Regions from separate parts of the Mus musculus genome. Here region 2 is linked to region 1. A link is a contact called in public Hi-C data. All regions are on one chromosome and are shown on one strand. The core of a region is the stretch at or near the end of the contact, and the rest is flanking DNA. Distances in the headings are between cores, read along the strand shown. Region 1 has its middle 49 kb from the start of Gm42197. Region 2 holds the start of Mecomos (a long non-coding RNA gene).

What was found. A called contact is a pair of places that touch in the nucleus more often than the background predicts.
Region 2: a contact with region 1 is called in a Hi-C map of uterus, with 2.8 times the contacts expected there. The contact joins the promoter of Mecomos here to the enhancer-like site in region 1. A contact is called at or near these places in 7 of 39 promoter capture datasets (the 3T3-L1 cell line, 3T3-L1-derived adipocytes, cancer-associated fibroblasts and 3 more), 2 of 15 datasets of contacts at CTCF or cohesin (both in the NIH/3T3 cell line), 16 of 484 Hi-C or Micro-C datasets (the 3T3-L1 cell line, the AML12 cell line, the C2C12 cell line and 9 more), 4 of 115 datasets of contacts at active chromatin or transcription factors (the NIH/3T3 cell line, embryonic limb bud, forebrain and 1 more) and 4 of 9 other capture datasets (adipose tissue, embryonic stem cells, liver and 1 more).

Annotation. Positions count from the first base shown.
Region 1 is chr3:29,742,604-29,746,803 of GRCm38.p6, forward strand. No RefSeq gene overlaps it. Among named protein-coding and RNA genes, the nearest start is that of Gm42197, 49 kb to the left of the region's middle. Within about 2 kb of position 1,813, at least 4 of the 459 cell types and tissues checked have an H3K27ac peak or open chromatin away from gene starts, as enhancers often do. A contact at or near this core is called in uterus, where this site is marked.
Region 2 is chr3:30,018,193-30,022,278 of GRCm38.p6, forward strand. It overlaps Mecomos (a long non-coding RNA gene), which reads left to right and starts at 1,748. Exons shown (of 3, transcript XR_003954597.1): 1 at 1,748-1,948; 2 at 2,279-2,361. All of the region lies in intron 2 of Mecom (MDS1 and EVI1 complex locus), which reads right to left.

The DNA of each region.
Region 1 (4,200 bases), core at 563-3,062:
TGAAGGCAGAAGGGGTAGCCTGTGGCAATGCTTTCTGTTCAGACACAGGGCATATCAGCTTGAAGTTCTCCAGTTTTCACTCAACCCCATCCCATTTTACTTCTCAGTAGATGTTGCAGGTTTGGTAGCATACACTCAAAAAAATGGTTTTATTCTGTGGTTAGTTTGCAAAAGTACCTACTCAGAAACAGCTTCCCGACTACTGTGTGGAGAAAAAAAGCTATAAATTTTCAGTCTTTGAAAGTAATCCAAACTTTGATGAACTCAATAGCTTGGGGAATAAAAATTCAGGTCCAGGTAAGGACAGACAAAATAATAAGTCAAGATATTGGTATTTTCATCCCAATCAGCACTTTGACAGGGTATTGAAGAGTCCCAGTTAGGTGCATATTGGTGCAGTAGTTACCAGAGGGTGGCATGTGTTGCTTGTACCTTGGGGTATACACACACACAGTGTTTGGATCTTTAACTGACTGAGACTGCCTCTTCCTGTTAAATTGTACTCTCCAAAACTTCAAACCCCAAAATGCTTGTCTGTTTTGATATAACTCACTAGTGTCGCACTTATAATCTTTGGATTCACAACAACTTGCAGGGTGGCAGACTATTAAAAGAAGAAATATCCATAGCATTTCTGGGATATGTCATCTTTTGTTAAAAACATGTGACCACAAAGCATTGTGGGAAGAATTCTTCTGAGAGCTTGTTTGTTCTTTTTTGCAGGAAAATGATTTTTTTTCTTTCTAGAACAATTTCCAAAAAGGATTTGATTTGAAAAACCAATAGTTTTATGGAGACATCACGAGAAGCAATATTGAGTTATCAGGTTTCCAAGCTGATGACACGAAGTTCAACCCTTTCCAGATTGAAGTAGAAAAGTAAACCTATAACTATAACTGAAAACCATTAGGATGGATGTTATCTCTTATCAATACTCACAATTTATATTAAACTCTTAACTTTGAGTTTGCTTGATTTCTAAACTAGATTTCTTAGGGTTAAAAAATTACACATTTTAGTTTATAACTCTTTTTAATAGAAAATTATAGAAATAAAAGAGTTGGAATCAGTACACCAAGAACAATACTTTCTAAGCTTTTGAGTCTTTTTTATTTCCCCTCAACTGAAGATCCACGCTGCTTGAATTCAGTCCAACTAACATTTAATAAAACCGCAGTGAAACCCACAACATGAGATTTGAATTCTTATTCAGTGACCATATTTGGCCCAACATTGTGTTTTTCTCTCTAGAGCAAATTCTTTTCCTGTGTCTTCCACTTAGCAACCTTTTAACTTTATCTTATCTTTTCCTTTTCAAGTCTTGCAGGTGAACCTGTTGAAAAATAACTCACTAATTTGATTCGGTTGCCACAGACAGACTAAAATACTGTTCCAATTCCTTTTTGCCCCATAATCTTAAAACTTTGCTACTGAGAGCTAAGTAGTGAGCTCTCAAAGTGGAGCTCTTTATTCATGAAACTGTTAAACCATGACGAAGCTGGTCCCTATATATTGTATTAAACTCAATTAAGTAATGGAGTCTTCTGTAGTCAAGCCCACCTTCATCTTCCAGAGGAAGCTCAAGGCACTTTGCATGCTTTTCATAACATGCCAAATGTTTATTTCTTTGTGGTGCTAAAGGTAGCTTGCTTGATTTATGTCTTGCCCTAGTTAAGATGCCCGGGTCCTCAAGCCTTATTGCTTCTGAGTTAGAGGCTGAGGTCAACTTAACGATACTAATCTGTCTCCCTGTTTGCAAACAATGAATCACCATTTGGATGCTAAGACCACATAGCAAGCTTTGACTTGGCAGCTTGGTTCAAAGGTTGCAAGCAGAATGTATAAAAGTGGCCTGTGTCTGGAACTTCTGGTCACAGATGTCAAGGATTCCCTGACGAGGCCACCAATATTGGTGTGACTAATTGATGAAAAGTGGGTGTGGCTAAGACATGTTATTCTCATGCCCAGTTTGGACTGGATTGATTTGATCTAGACTTAATAATATTAAAAGCTCCTCTAGCCATTCCCAGGGCACAAATGAAAATGCTTTCCAGTTATTAAGGAAGAATGTGACTTATCCAGGACAATATGTAAGAAAGGAAGGAAGGATAAAAACAAGGCAGTTCATTTTAACCTCTTGGACCAAATGAGCTGTGGTACGGAAGAGATGGCGCTTCAAGGAGAGACATGATATTTTATTACTGATTAAATTAGAATTTGTCCCGGAGAACTGACAGTTCAAGTAGCTGGACTTAAAACAAGCGATTCATAAAAGTTAGAGGCCAACTTTTTGCAAGTATTTTGTTCTGATTCCTTAGGAGCGCAGACCAAATAGTGATTGAAATGCAGAAAACCCAGAGATTGGTTCCACTCGGAGATTTTCCCAAATAACCTTAGTGCCTGTCACAGAGTAAGTACTGACCTAGAATTTACAAAGCTAGTGCATGTGCCAGTGGTGGGTGCTTTTGAGTGACTATTTATATAAGGATGCTAAAAAAAAAATTCAGTTTCACTAGACAGAGACTAAAAACAATTCTATACTTTAAATCGACAAAATCCCAATTACTTTCTTATGGATATTTGACTTTATTGCATCAAAAATTTCAACTTTACTAACAATGCCATTTATTCATGTGTGTGTATGTGTGTGTGTGTGTGTGTGTGTGTATGTAGAAGGTTGTACTTACAATGAATGTGAAGACCAGAGACTGAAATTTGAATGTCTTTCTCAGGTTCTTCTTTATCTCGGGTCTTGATTCAGTGTCTATAACTGAACAATGAATTTGCCATTTCATCTTGATTAACTAGACTCCAGAAATCTGTTTATTTCCTTCCCCCAAGTGTTGAGATTCCAGGTACACACTGCCACAGCCAGTTTTTTGTTGTAACAAGGGTGTTGGATCCAAACTTGGATCCTCATATTTGTGGAGCAAGCACTGTATCCACAGGGATTCTCCCCATTATTTCTTGCATTTCCTAACTATAATATATTCATTTTTTCACCGTTGCTTCTTATTTATCTGCAGTGATAAAAGGGGAGGGGGTGGTGGTAAGCCTAGCTAAGAAATATCGACTTCTGATGTAAGAATGTAGACTGGTCAAGGAATGTTTCTGTGATCCAAGGAAGGGTGTGTCTGTCGGACTGTGGGTTGTGACATTGTGGCATGACTAAAAACAACTTCTTGATCTCTCTTTCCTGCTGGGAAAGATGATAGAGAGTCCCATGAAAAGGAAATGGAGAACTTGATTATTTACATTTGCGGTTTGATTAAATCTCTGTGATTGATGAACTGAAAGGTAGCACTAGGAGCCTTCCAGTAAGCAGAAGGCTCCTTGTCATTTCTCAACATTACCTAATATATTTGTATCCTTGATCTGTGCTCTTGACACATAACACTACATGAAATTTTATATGTTGGATTCATAACATGCAGTTGTCTGTGAAGATGTTTACTGGAATCCACGCAATTGTTGAACAATGGCTCTACAGATGACATCTCTCTGTCATCAAGGATGGCCAAAAAGACCCGGATGCTTCTCACTTCAATGTACCTGTCAATAACCCAGCTTCAGGAGCACTATAGGAGTGGAATATTTTTTTTTTTAAATCCTACATCTTACATGCTTACAATATTTTTTAAAACCAAAATCACTTTTTCTTCCTTGAAAATTTGAGTGTCACAGTCAACATTTGACTAGCATACTTATGCTAATTTGTAGGAAGAGTAAAATCATCCATGGGCAACAAAAAAGAAGCTGTATAGTGGCCATTAAGATTAAAAGTTGTGTTGGAATACCATTCATTGACAGTTATGTAGATTTGAAGGAATCTTTTTCTAAAAGATCTTGAAATTTGGATAACCAAAATTAGCACATCTTCATAGTAATAAAACTTCAAGTTTCCAATGTCTTTGGCAGTAAGTATGGAAAAAGGAAATGATTACTATATGTTCAGTTGCTCTTACTTCCTGTAGTTAATAACTTGGTAGTAGTCTTTGATGTCCAGTTCATGGTGTGTCAGTTCACTTGAGAGGAAGTGCACGCACGCACACACACACACACACACACACACACACACACACACACACTTTGGGTTCTGAGGTTTCTTGTCTACCACATGCAGAGCTCCTTTCCAGGTCATGTCCTGTGTGTCTCGCTGCAGTGTCACTCTCCCAGCTGTCTGTGATTCAAACTGGATGA
Region 2 (4,086 bases), core at 498-2,997, 280 kb after region 1:
AATTTCCCCTGGTCTGGAAACAGGCTCCACTGAAGCCATGTTAATCTCCGCCTCAGTAATTTGGTTCTCCAGGAGAAGACAGAAGCCCTGCTGCTGTGCCCTGCACTTCATAAATCACATCTTTATGTGGACAAGGTCAGGGCACCTAACAGCTCAGACATGGGCCTTTGCAGTGGCTCGAGGATTCGGGCGTGTTTACTCTCCCGCTCGGCTCTCGGAGGAGTCATCCAGCACGCTTCTAATTACTTTTGATTATTTTCATTTGCCGGGGTCAGTCTGGCTTGGCAGGACTGCAGGAGGGTTGACTTCCTACACATCTTGATGTCTTTGTAGGACAGCACTGTGCACATTCGGAAGGAGCGCCACGTTATTGTCCCTACAGTGTGAAGTCCTCCATAAGTCCATGATGCAAAGTTACCCCGAAGGCGCCTACTACCTTTAATTAACCACATAGCCACAATCCCTATCTGATTGCTTTTACCGATACAGCACCCAACTTTAACACCTGAGTATTTTTTAGGATGTCTGGAAAGAATGAAATCAATTTCTCTGCTTCGATTTTTAAACATATTTAGTAATGAATAGCAACTATTCTGAAACTAAGATGAAATACTTTGCTGAAACAACAGCTCAAGTGAATAAATTATTGTTCTCAAAGATTTATTTCCCAAACTTCAACTACAGCTGCCATATTTAAAATATTTTCCTTGGCTATTTTGATCTATTTCCTGAGCCATTATGCTGAGTGGCTGAAGTATCACAACAAAAAGGCTTCTTTTAAAGTTTCAGTGAACACCGTATGATAAATAAGCAGCTTAATAAAACACAGCAAAGTGGGAGGGGAGCACAGAATAGCATTCTTTTTCTCTTATCTGACTGTCTGATGCTTTCGATGTGAACACATTCAAAAGGAAAAAAAGAGACAAGCCAATATATACTCACAAGTCTAAGAAACAAAGAGTCACAAAACGCACAACGTACACCTGTGCCAATAGGATAAAGGGCATCTTTTATACCACTGAGGGCATTTTATAACTATCTTCAGTTTCTAGAGAAAACTAACCATGGTCATTCTCAAAATGCCAAATCTTCTCTTATGTCTATGCTGGAGCAGAACTAAGGCAGTTAATGTGTTTGGAACTCACCTCAACTCTGTACGAATTGCTTTTTTCTTTTTCATTATTTTATTCATTTTAATTAATTCAGCCTTTTCAAGACAGTGTTTAGCACAGTGTGCAATAACTCCAGGGTCGAAGTCCTCCCCAGGGTTTTAGAAACTTACTCAAAAGTGCTTTCAGCCTTCTAATCTGTGGAGAGAGTGAGTTGGAAGGCATGCACGCCTCGCCTCCACTCCTCTTGTGTACCTTTGGGTAAGTCACTTAACCTTTGAGTTGATTTCCATGCAAGTTTCATAATATCAGCATAATGAGAGTGTTGGGAAAATCCATTGGGTAATGTAAGCGTGAGGTGCTCTGACTCCGTGGGAACAGGTCAAAATAAGTAAGTTGCAATGTGTCTGTATACCAGACTCAAGTAAACACCCACGTATGCACAACACGGAAGCTAGTCCCGCCTGCAAGTGTGACTGTACTTTTTTAATCCTTTGTTCTGCTCCAACGTCAGTTGCCCTAATTCTTATCTTGACTTTGGGAGAGGAGAATTTTAACAATTCGTTTGGGTTTTTTTTGTTTCTCTCTCTCCTCGCTCTCTTGCTCTCTCTCTCTTTCTCTCTCTTTCACTCTCTCTCTCTCTCTCTCTCTCTCTCTCTCTCTCTCTCTCTCTCTCTCTCGCTCTCTCGCTCTCTCGCTCTCGCTCTGCTTCCCTGGAAGATGTCTGTCCATGTCTGGCATGCACCTGAGCTTCTCCATTCCCATTTACTGTGTCCTCTGCTAATCAGGCTAATCAGCAAGAGAGCCTTATAAACAAAGGTGAACAGGGACCCAAAGAGGTAAGCTCGAACAGGAGCGCGCATGCGTGCTCGCCCACACATCACACCCGCCCCTCAGGTCAGAAAAGGCATGCCTTACTTACAATGTCCTCTGGTAAACTTCACATGCCAGAAAAACGAGAATTAGGTAGGTATAATTTACCCCTTGTTGCCTAGGGTCTAAGCTGAAACAAGTACTAAAGAGGTATTTGCTGACCAGACGCGTGCTTGGTCTTAGTGAGCCTAAACTTGGATGCCTGGGACCATCCATCTGAATGACTGTAATGATCTGGTCACAGATCTTCAGCTTCTGCACACCCTTGACTCATTTCTTTGTTTTATATTGTCCAGATCTACTGCCCAACCTTCTGCAGGACCTTGTCATTGAAATGCAGACCTATCCCAGTGTGAGGGAATCGTATGAAGCACTAAACGTAAGTCGTAGAATCTTGCATGGGACACAGCATTTGGTCAATACAAAGTGACTACTATTGTTGATAGTGCTGATGTAATTATTGTCACTCTGCCTGGAATTCACTTTACCTTGGTGACCTCAGGTTAAATCTTATCTACCTCTCCCCCACCCCCTACTTCTTCCTTTTTGCCTACTGATTGGTATCAGCTGGGTCCAAAGCCTTTCTCCTTCACTGGGCTTCTCTCCTGGATTAAAGCCAGCTCCCGTAGCAGGTTTGCCCTTAAGAAGCACCATGATTTAGAAGATGGAGCCACTCACACGGCTACCTTCAGTTGGTGTCTTTTCACAGTAAACTACACTAAACTTGTACGTCTTTGTGAGAGTAACTATGATAAAACATGAGGACACATTTGAAAGAACGCCATCCTTGGCTGGTTGATATTGGCTGGTTGATGCTGCCCCCCCCCAGCCCCCTCCCCCAACCCAGAGGAATCAGTTGATACATATTGATACATAGCTCATTGTCTGTGGACTCGGCCACAAACATGTCTTCCATTTTTGTTGTTTTAGAGTAGAATCCTGGCCATTTTGCTACTTTCTCCCCCAAATTCATTTCTGTGTCAGCCTTTTCCCTGGGCTCAGTTTAGATTTTGCTGCAACTTATTTTAAATTTTTCCTTCTCCCTTTCCCCAAGTGGCCAGGCATTGGCTTTGTTAACCTGTTCGAGTTGATTTGCTCTCTCCCTCCTCCTTCCCCATGTGAATGGTCCTAGTGGAATTCTTATCATTACAAGTTTCTATGGCATTTTTAACAGTGAAAACTCATCTTTCTGAAATAACAAGGCTGTAATAATGTACTTTACCAAAAACAAAAAAAGCAAAAAATCGATAAATAAACAAACAAACAAACAAACAAAAAAAACCCACACTTTTCAAACTAAACTAAACTAAATAAAAATTACACTAGATCCTACTTTATTGGTGGAAAAAAAAAAAACTGATCCAAAATTCAATGTCCTCTACAACTTGACGTCAAGCTCAGCTTCCAGGCCCTTTCCCTTAGTTTCCTCCTATACCGATCTATAGCAGAGAAATGAGCACACAAGTGCATGCTCTTGACCCTTTAACTGGGTTCCTATGGCTCCTTCTCTTGCCTCTGATGGCCCAGTCACTCAGTGACTAGAGCCATAGATTGAGGAGATGAAGTGTTGGCTTTGTTTGTCATGCTCACCCAACATCTTCTAAGCTGCTTGTAACCTAGTCTATGGCAAGAACCATGCTGCACAACAGCACACCCTGCCTGGAGGATTATTCACAGGAGGTCCTTCTTAATAACAGACATCCTGGGGCTAATTGACATCAATATATCTGATTCTTGAAGCATCCCAGTGAAAATTATGTCGTAAATGCTTTGTGAAAATTAAAAATATAAGCCCTTTAGGTAAAATATGTTTGATCTTACTAGGCATCATGGAAGGTATTTAAACATACACAAACCCTCTTTCTCTTTCCACTGAAACACCTAGGGTAGGGGCCAGGTCTTACAAACAACTTATTTTGTATCTGTTTCAAAAAAAAGCATAAACATTTCTATGTATACTCTTCTATTTACTGACTCTACTCTTGAACAAAAAGAGTCATAAAGAAGCCAAAAAAAAAAAAAAACAAAAACAAACAAAAATAAAAACAAAAACAAAAAACCCAAAACCTTCCATCTTTATTCTAGAAACATCCAGAAGGTCTTT